Regions from separate parts of the Macaca mulatta genome. Here region 2 is linked to region 1. The links are chromatin contacts, called in public Hi-C maps. All regions are on one chromosome and are shown on one strand. The core of a region is the stretch at or near the end of the contact, and the rest is flanking DNA. Distances in the headings are between cores, read along the strand shown. Region 1 holds the start of PGRMC2 (progesterone receptor membrane component 2). Region 2 holds the start of JADE1 (jade family PHD finger 1).

The links. A called contact is a pair of places that touch in the nucleus more often than the background predicts.
Region 2: a Hi-C map of fetal cortex germinal zone shows a contact between it and region 1, with 6 times the contacts expected there. The contact joins the promoter of JADE1 here to the promoter of PGRMC2 in region 1. A contact is called at or near these places in 4 of 14 Hi-C or Micro-C datasets (blood, fetal cortex germinal zone, fetal cortical plate and 1 more).

The regions. Positions count from the first base shown.
Region 1 is chr5:137,053,251-137,056,810 of T2T-MMU8v2.0, reverse strand. PGRMC2 (progesterone receptor membrane component 2) reads left to right here and starts at 1,566. Exons shown (of 3, transcript XM_001082791.5): 1 at 1,566-1,997. The coding sequence starts at 1,580.
Region 2 is chr5:137,565,291-137,569,214 of T2T-MMU8v2.0, reverse strand. It overlaps JADE1 (jade family PHD finger 1), which reads right to left and starts at 1,806. Exons shown (of 11, transcript NM_001266133.1): 1 at 1,669-1,806.

The DNA of each region.
Region 1 (3,560 bases), core at 317-2,816:
GAGGCTGAGGCAGGAGAATGGCGTAAACCCGGGAGGCGGAGCTTGCAGTGAGCCGAGATCCAGCCACTGCACTCCAGCCTGGGCAACACAGCAAGACTCGTCTCAAAAAAAAAAAAAAAAGTTCAATGTCTATAGTTTTATTGGAACACAGCCGCACTCATTCAAGTATTGTCTATGGCTGCTTTCTCGTTATAAGGTAGAGTTGAGTAGTTAAGGCAGAGACTTAAAATATAATCGGGCCCTTTACAAAAAATGTTTGCCAACCCCTGCTCTAATGTCTCCACTAGCTCTGAGTCTCCTCACCTCACGCACAAATACCCTAGCCTACTGATTTCCCACTCTTTCCCCTGCCTCTAATCCTTCAGACATCTGGCTGCTATATAACCTCTCTACAAGAGTATCGACCCTGTCACTTGCCCCATCAGTATCCTCAGTGGCTCCTCCAAAACCGACAGTGAAAGGTTCAAACCTATCCTATGAGACTCAAGACAACAGACAAGGGCAAGAGAGAACACGTCAAACGAGTCGAGTGCGTGAGACTTCAGAGGTCACTTTTTCACACCAGAATTTTAAGGTGTGAGTCGTCCCAAGTACAAAAAACAGAATCTGCAAATAAGAGTGAATGACGAATAGAAAGACGACCTCAACCTGTCCACTTCCCTACGGCCGCAGAGATTATGATTCAAGGAATAACGAGACTCTAAATCCTTTAAAATTCTACAAGAGCAGCCTTGGCCAAACCCAGCGGGGAGTGGCTGCTCGGTGCCAGGGCGAGGAGCACGTAGACTGCCGATGCCAGAGAAGCCCGGTGCGGGCTCCGTGCTTTCTCTCCGTTCCAGGAAGACCCAAGCTCGTCGCCAAAACTTCTCGCCGCTTCCCGGTCTGCGCGCCCAAGCTGCCAGTTTCCCGAAAAACGCCACAGCGCCCTGGGAAAAAGCAGATGCCCCTCATGGGTTTGCGCCTTGCAGCTCAACTATGCCCCAGCCTCCCACAAGCCACCTGTCCTCCGCCAGGCGTCCCGCCCGGATCTGCCCCCGCCGTAGCCGCCAAGGCGCACGTGAAGCTCCCGGGCGGAGCGAGCGCAAGAAGGCGGGAGTTTGCGGACGCGAACCCAGGCCTGGGAAGCGAAGCGATTCCGGGGCGCACGCGCAGAGCCAGGGAACTGGAGGGGCGTGCCTCCCGTAGGGGTTACGGAGCAAGAGGAGAGCGCGTGGCGCTCAGGAGCCCGCGCACGCGCTGTGGTCTCGCCCCGCCCAAGAGCGTCCGAGCGGCCGCCGTAGCATCTTCTCTTCAGACCCGCCCCCCTCGTCTACTTAACCTAGCGGAGGCTTGCAGCTAGAGCAGGGAAGTGTGGGGCGAGGTGGGCGGGGCGTCGCACGCGTGCGCGGCCAGCGAAAGAAGGGAGGCGGCGGGAGAGATCCGAGACAACGTTACCCCGTCAACACCCAATCAGGAGCGGCCCTGACCCCGCCCCCTCTCCTCACGTTATTGGCTGGGAGGCCCCCAGATGGGCGGGGCCGGCCGTGGGGTTGGGGGGGGCAGGGGGCGGGGAGGAGGAGGAAGGCGCTGGCGGGCAGTGATGGCGGCGGGTGATGGGGACGTGAAGCTAGGCACCCTGGGGAGTGGCAGCGAGAGCAGCAGCGACGGCGGCAGCGAGAGTCCGGGCGGCGCGGGAGCGGCAGCGGAAGGGGGCGGCTGGGCGGCGGCGGCGTTGGCGCTTCTGACGGGGGGCGGGGAGATGCTGCTGAACGTGGCGCTGGTGGCGCTGGTGCTGCTGGGGGCCTACCGGCTGTGGGTGCGCTGGGGGCGGCGGGGTCTGGGGACCGGGGCCGGGGCGGGCGAGGAGAGCCCCGCTGCCTCTCTGCCTCGCATGAAGAAGCGGGACTTCAGTTTGGAGCAGCTGCGCCAGTACGACGGGTCCCGCAACCCGCGCATCCTGCTCGCGGTTAATGGGAAAGTCTTCGACGTGACCAAAGGCAGCAAGTTCTACGGCCCGGGTGAGGAGTTGGAAGGGGAGGGGAAGGACCCACTACAGCTCAAGCACGACCCCCTTCGGACGGGGAGGCCTCTGGGCACCGGGTTAGTTTGCCCAGCCTTCTCGTCGCCTGGACCCCCGCGCCTCGGCCGCCGCACCTGGGACGGCCCGCCCCGCCCCTACGCATACGCCGCCCCCCCGCAGCTGCGGGCACCTCCAGCTCTTCTCCCGAAACCAGGGTCCCCGCTGGCGCCCCAGCGACCAGCTCTCAGCATTCATCTTTCTTCCATGCCATTTCTCCTCGCAGCCTTTTTTTTTTTTTTTTTTTTGGCTGGATTTTTCAAAATCGTTACATTTGTCACCGATCAGCGCTGGCCCTTAACCTCTTTTGAGTCTCCTAATTCCTGGGGTGGTTGGGGCACCAGGGAAGGGAGATTTCTGAAGTTGGGACCTAAACTAAAGTTTTACGCTCTGTAATTCACAGCTTGCTTTTCCTTGCCCCCGCCCCACGCTCCTTTTTTTTTTTTTTTTTGGCCACTGATCTCCTTTTTCCCTCGCTGTATTGCTCTCCGTAAGGCCACGTTTAGGGGCATGTAAAGTCCCAACCCTCCAGTCTCTGAAGTCCGGACGAATAAGCAACACCTCGGACTCTTTTTAAACCAGTTTTAGTTCGGAGTTGCTTTCCATGATTAACAAGGTATGTGGGATGAGGACAGACCAGAATGCAGAGCTTATTAAAGACTGGTAAGGATATTCGCCCTGAGTTTTGGGGGTGGAGCTCCTATACCCAGCAGGCATGTCTCTCGTTTCTTTTTTTTTTTTTCTGCTTTTCAAGTACACGTTGATAATGACTTGTGTTTTCACTTAGCAGAACTGAGGAGAAAAAACTTAGAAGAGTCGTAGATTCATACCCCCATGTGCCAGTTATGCAAGTTAAAGATTTTTAGAAATTTGTTTTCAGAGAACTTTGTGTAGGGTAGTTGATTTAGAAGCCCTTGTTTTACAGTGTGGTTATAGCATACATTTTGGATTATGTTAATAAACTCCAGACTCATGGAACCTGTTGGTATATCATAGAGTTGAGCAACACTGTACATCCTGGTTGTGCACTGATTAGTACTAAGCTTTAAAAAAAGAAAAGTGGTGACTACAATAAGAATAAATAATTAAATTAGAGACCTAAAGTGACCTGGTATTGGAGAGAGTACATCCAAGCCTTAAAGTCACAGGGTTGGCAGTCTGGAAATAAGCTGGTTTTCTCCTTAATTTAATCTCTAAGTGTTTGAGATTTATTGACACTTAAAAATATATACTTCTGATTTCAGTGGTTGGTAGCTGGAAGATATTTTAGAAGTGCTTTGGTTTGTAGTTTGTTCATTGGACTAGAGATAAGAAATAGGAGATTTTTGTTGTTGAATTACGTAATTTATTTCTTAGTTGTTTGTACTTCTGTGTATATATACACATTTAATCCAACCAAGTGAATACATAGCTTACAGAGTTTTTGCTTCTAGTTATATAAATGTGAACACAAGGTGTCTACTGAAATCTTATATCAGCTGAAATGGTTAATACATTTTTGTTT
Region 2 (3,924 bases), core at 557-3,056, 510 kb before region 1:
CATTTCCACACTGGGCCGCCTCTCCTCAAACGCCAGAGGCGGGCTACAAAAGTTGGCCCCGGGGCCACCCAGCACCTGCCCACGTGCCGCGGAGGCTCGCTCCCGGGTCTTCCCCGGTTCCCTCCCCCCGCCGCCCTCCGCCGCTAGGTCACCTATTACCGGTGGGAGGGGAGAGAGGCTGCTATTTAAACGCCCGCGGAAGTTGAGGCACCCCCACTGGCGGGTGCCGTGCACCTGCCTCCCGCCGCCGCGCTCCGCCACTTTGAGCAGCAGCCGCGTCCTCAGCCCCGCCTCCTGCCCGAAGGCGGGCGGGGGGGAGCGGGAAGGAGGTGGAAGGGATCGAATTTCTCCAGCAAATGGGACCGTTCCGACAGGATTCGGTTCCCCGGTCAACATTCCACATTCCATCCCTCTCCCGCATTTGCAAGCCAATGCCGAGCAACCCGGAAAGCCTGCTGGCTACCGAACAACAGCCCCCAACTCGCAAACACAGACTCACAGGCACAAGACACGTGCACTGAAGGGCTCTGCAACTTGCAGTCCCGGGGTACACACTACACGTTCATTTAAGGAAGCAAGGAGACCAAGAGACCCCACCCCCACAATTTGCAGATGGTGCCAAAGGTTGCAATTTGCAATCCCCTTTAAGTTCATGATTAATCGGTACTTTGCTCTACCAACCGCCAACCCCTACCCCATTTCATCGATGAAGGGGTTTTACACTTTACAAGCTGTCGCGCTGTAAGTAAAAGATCTGACCACTGGAAGCCCAATTCGGAAGAATTGCCAAGCTGTCCCTCCACCCCCGCCCCCCACCCCCCTCTCACTGCCCTTGAATTGATGCAATGAATATTTTGGACATGTGGCGACGCGGTGACAAGAGCCAGGGCTGCGGCCACCACACACAAATGTACCTACACACACCTATGTTTGGACAAATACAGTCCCACCACACACACGGTCTCACACACTCTGGATTCATATATGTACGCGAACCTGCGTTCTGCCATTGCCATCTGTCTACCAAGTTGCTACTATGCTTTCCACTTTCATGCAGCCTAATGCACTTTGGCTTTCTATTAAAAAAAAAAAAAAACCTATAAACTAAAAGCAACTTAAACTGGGCTTCTGCTCCTAAACGCGTTTAATTGATGATTCACCTGAAAACCGCATGTTCTTCGCAAATCCAAAAGAAGAAACAGCTCTAAGTCTTCAGCCCCCCAAATTTGAAAAAAAAAATCATAATAAAACTTACTGATCCAACATAGATCAATTCTCAGGATCCAAAAATCATCCTCTCCTCCTCCTCCTCTGGCCCCCGCCCCGGCAATGCCCAAGTTACTGGTGGGATAGTAACGCTGCGCTCAGCGGCTGCCTCCCTCCCTCCTAGCTACATATCGAGAACCCAATCTTTTGGCGCCATATTAATGACGTACTATATTATTTCCACTAGGCAGCGACCTTCGGCATTAAATTACTCCCGAGAACTCCCGAGCAAAGCAACAAAACCATCAAATATGGCTGAGCCTCTCGGCTCGTCCTGCAGCCGCCGCCGCCGCCGCCGCCGCCGCCGTCGCCGCCGCGGGACCGGGACGCGCACACGGACCCACGCGCGGACACACGCGCGGCGAGCCCACCCCGCGCGCCCCCCGCGGCCCGCGCGCGTACCTGCTGCGGAGGGGTTCGGCCGAGGCGCTGGGCTGGGCGCCGCTCGCTCGCTCGGAGCTGCATGAGTTCGGGCCGCGGCGGGCGAGCGGGCGGGGAGCCGGGCGGGCCCGTGCTCTAGCCGGCGCGCACACACCCGGCACTCGCGCACGGAGGCACTCTCGGTCTGGTTTGGCTTGTTATGGAGGAAGGACTGTGTGAATCAAACTCATTTCTGGGTCACTGCTGCCACAGGGGGGAGCACTTTAATCCCTTGCCAAAACGAGAGGGTGGGGACGGGAGGGCGGAGGGAGCATGCGGGGAGCCCGCGACTTGGGGGGCTCGGTCCCTCGTTAACTCTTCGCAGCCCTCGCCGCAGCCGGCTCGGCCTGCGCCAGTCGGGACTCGCAAAGAACGGCACTGTTTAGCTCTTAAAAGTCTCTTTCCTTACTTCACCCACCTTGTGAGCCTAGAAATTCTTGAGGTGTCTCCAAGCAGGGAAGTGGGTTTTTAAATTAGCCCCTTCAAACTGCTGTCCCAATTTCAACTCTTGTCTGACATCTAGAAATGGATTCTTTCAAAATAGTTTAAAAATTTATGTAGATTAAAATGTGGCTATTGAGATGTGTCATTTGGGTGAAAGGTTTTATTTTTAGGCTGAGTGGCAAAAGAGTTGTTTGTAGTAACAGTTTTAGGGAGTTGCACATTAGGATGACATTTTTTAATATAGATAATCCAATTCTGAATAACATCTTTACCTAAATTTGTATGGAAGTGATCATTGCAAATGAGCATTAATCCATTAGAAGATATTATTTATAAATTGACACCACTTTATGTTACACATTACTGCAGAATTGGACATCTTCTCCCAAATAAGAGCAGTGAGCCTAATGCTAAAACTAGAATTACAAGCTAGTATCAGATCAGTCATCAGAGATTCATTTGGGGGGTATTAATGTGTTAAAAATGAGTGGTTACTGATTTTATGCAGAAGACAAACTTGCTTTTTCATATGGAGGGCAACATACTTCTTTCATGGATTCGCCTAGGGAAATAGAGGGGTATATGACATTCAGCTTGAAAAGGAAAAAAGTACGGATTAGAAACTCCCATTCAGGCCGGGCGCGGTGGCTCACGCCTGTAGTCCCAACACTTTGGGAGGTCGTGGCAGGCGGATCACCTGAGGTCGGGAGTTCGAGAGCAGCCTGACCAACATGAAGAAACCCTGTCTCTACTAAAAAATACAAAATTAGCCAGGCGTGGTGGTACGTGCCTGTAATCCCAACTGCTGGGGAGGCTGAGGCAGGAGAATCGCTTGAACCCCAGAGGTGGAGGTTGTGATGAGCCCATATCGCTCCATTGCACTCCAGCCTGGGCAACAAGAGCGAAACTCCGTCTCAAAAAAAAAAAAAAAAACTCCCATTCAGTAAATAGGAACAGTGATCACTAATTACCAAACTAAGTATCGAACCCAAAAGGCATATGTATCCACAGGAAGAACCTTTCTGAATATATCAGGTTTGATTTCACATAATCCCACACCAGCCCATCCACCCACATTCAGACCCACATCCAAAACATTATAATCTGATAAATGCGACAAAACAAAACTAATTGAGCCTTTCAGTTATTTTTCAGAAAACAAAGTAAGCCAGTGGAAATCCTAAGTAGTGTATGTGTCCTCTCCTGTTTCACTAATGAAGAATAGAAAGAGTCCCTGCCAGTCCTATTCATGTGTTCACTTAATCCTGTTCAAAGCGATCACACATGTAAAGCACTGTGTTAACTATCATTATTACTATTCTTAGTATTGCACTTCAGTTATTGCTATTTTCATTGGTTCGCCTTGCACATACTCTCTGTAGAAGTTGAAGTACACAGGCTTTGTAGCCAGACATGGTTGGATCTGGCTCTCTCAGTTACCACTTTGTGTGCCTGTGGGATAAAAGAACTTTATCTGAGCCTCAGTTTCTTTCCTGGTAATAAAATGAAGTTAACAGCTGGCCCCTAACCTGAAGGGTTGTTAAGAGGAAACAGGCAACCTCATAACAGTTCAGGAGTAGAGGCCCTGGCAATAGGAGGTTGTCCATTCCCTCGGCCACCACTGGTCTCTTTCTTGGTTTTCTCTCCATCAAAAATTGCAACTTTTCTAAATTCCAAACAGCATTACTTCACGCATTTGTCTGAAGAAAATTTTTAACTCACATTTGCTGCTTACTCTTTTACTTGCTTTTTCTATCAAAAACATTAGGCACCAACAAAAGTATTGAATAAAAT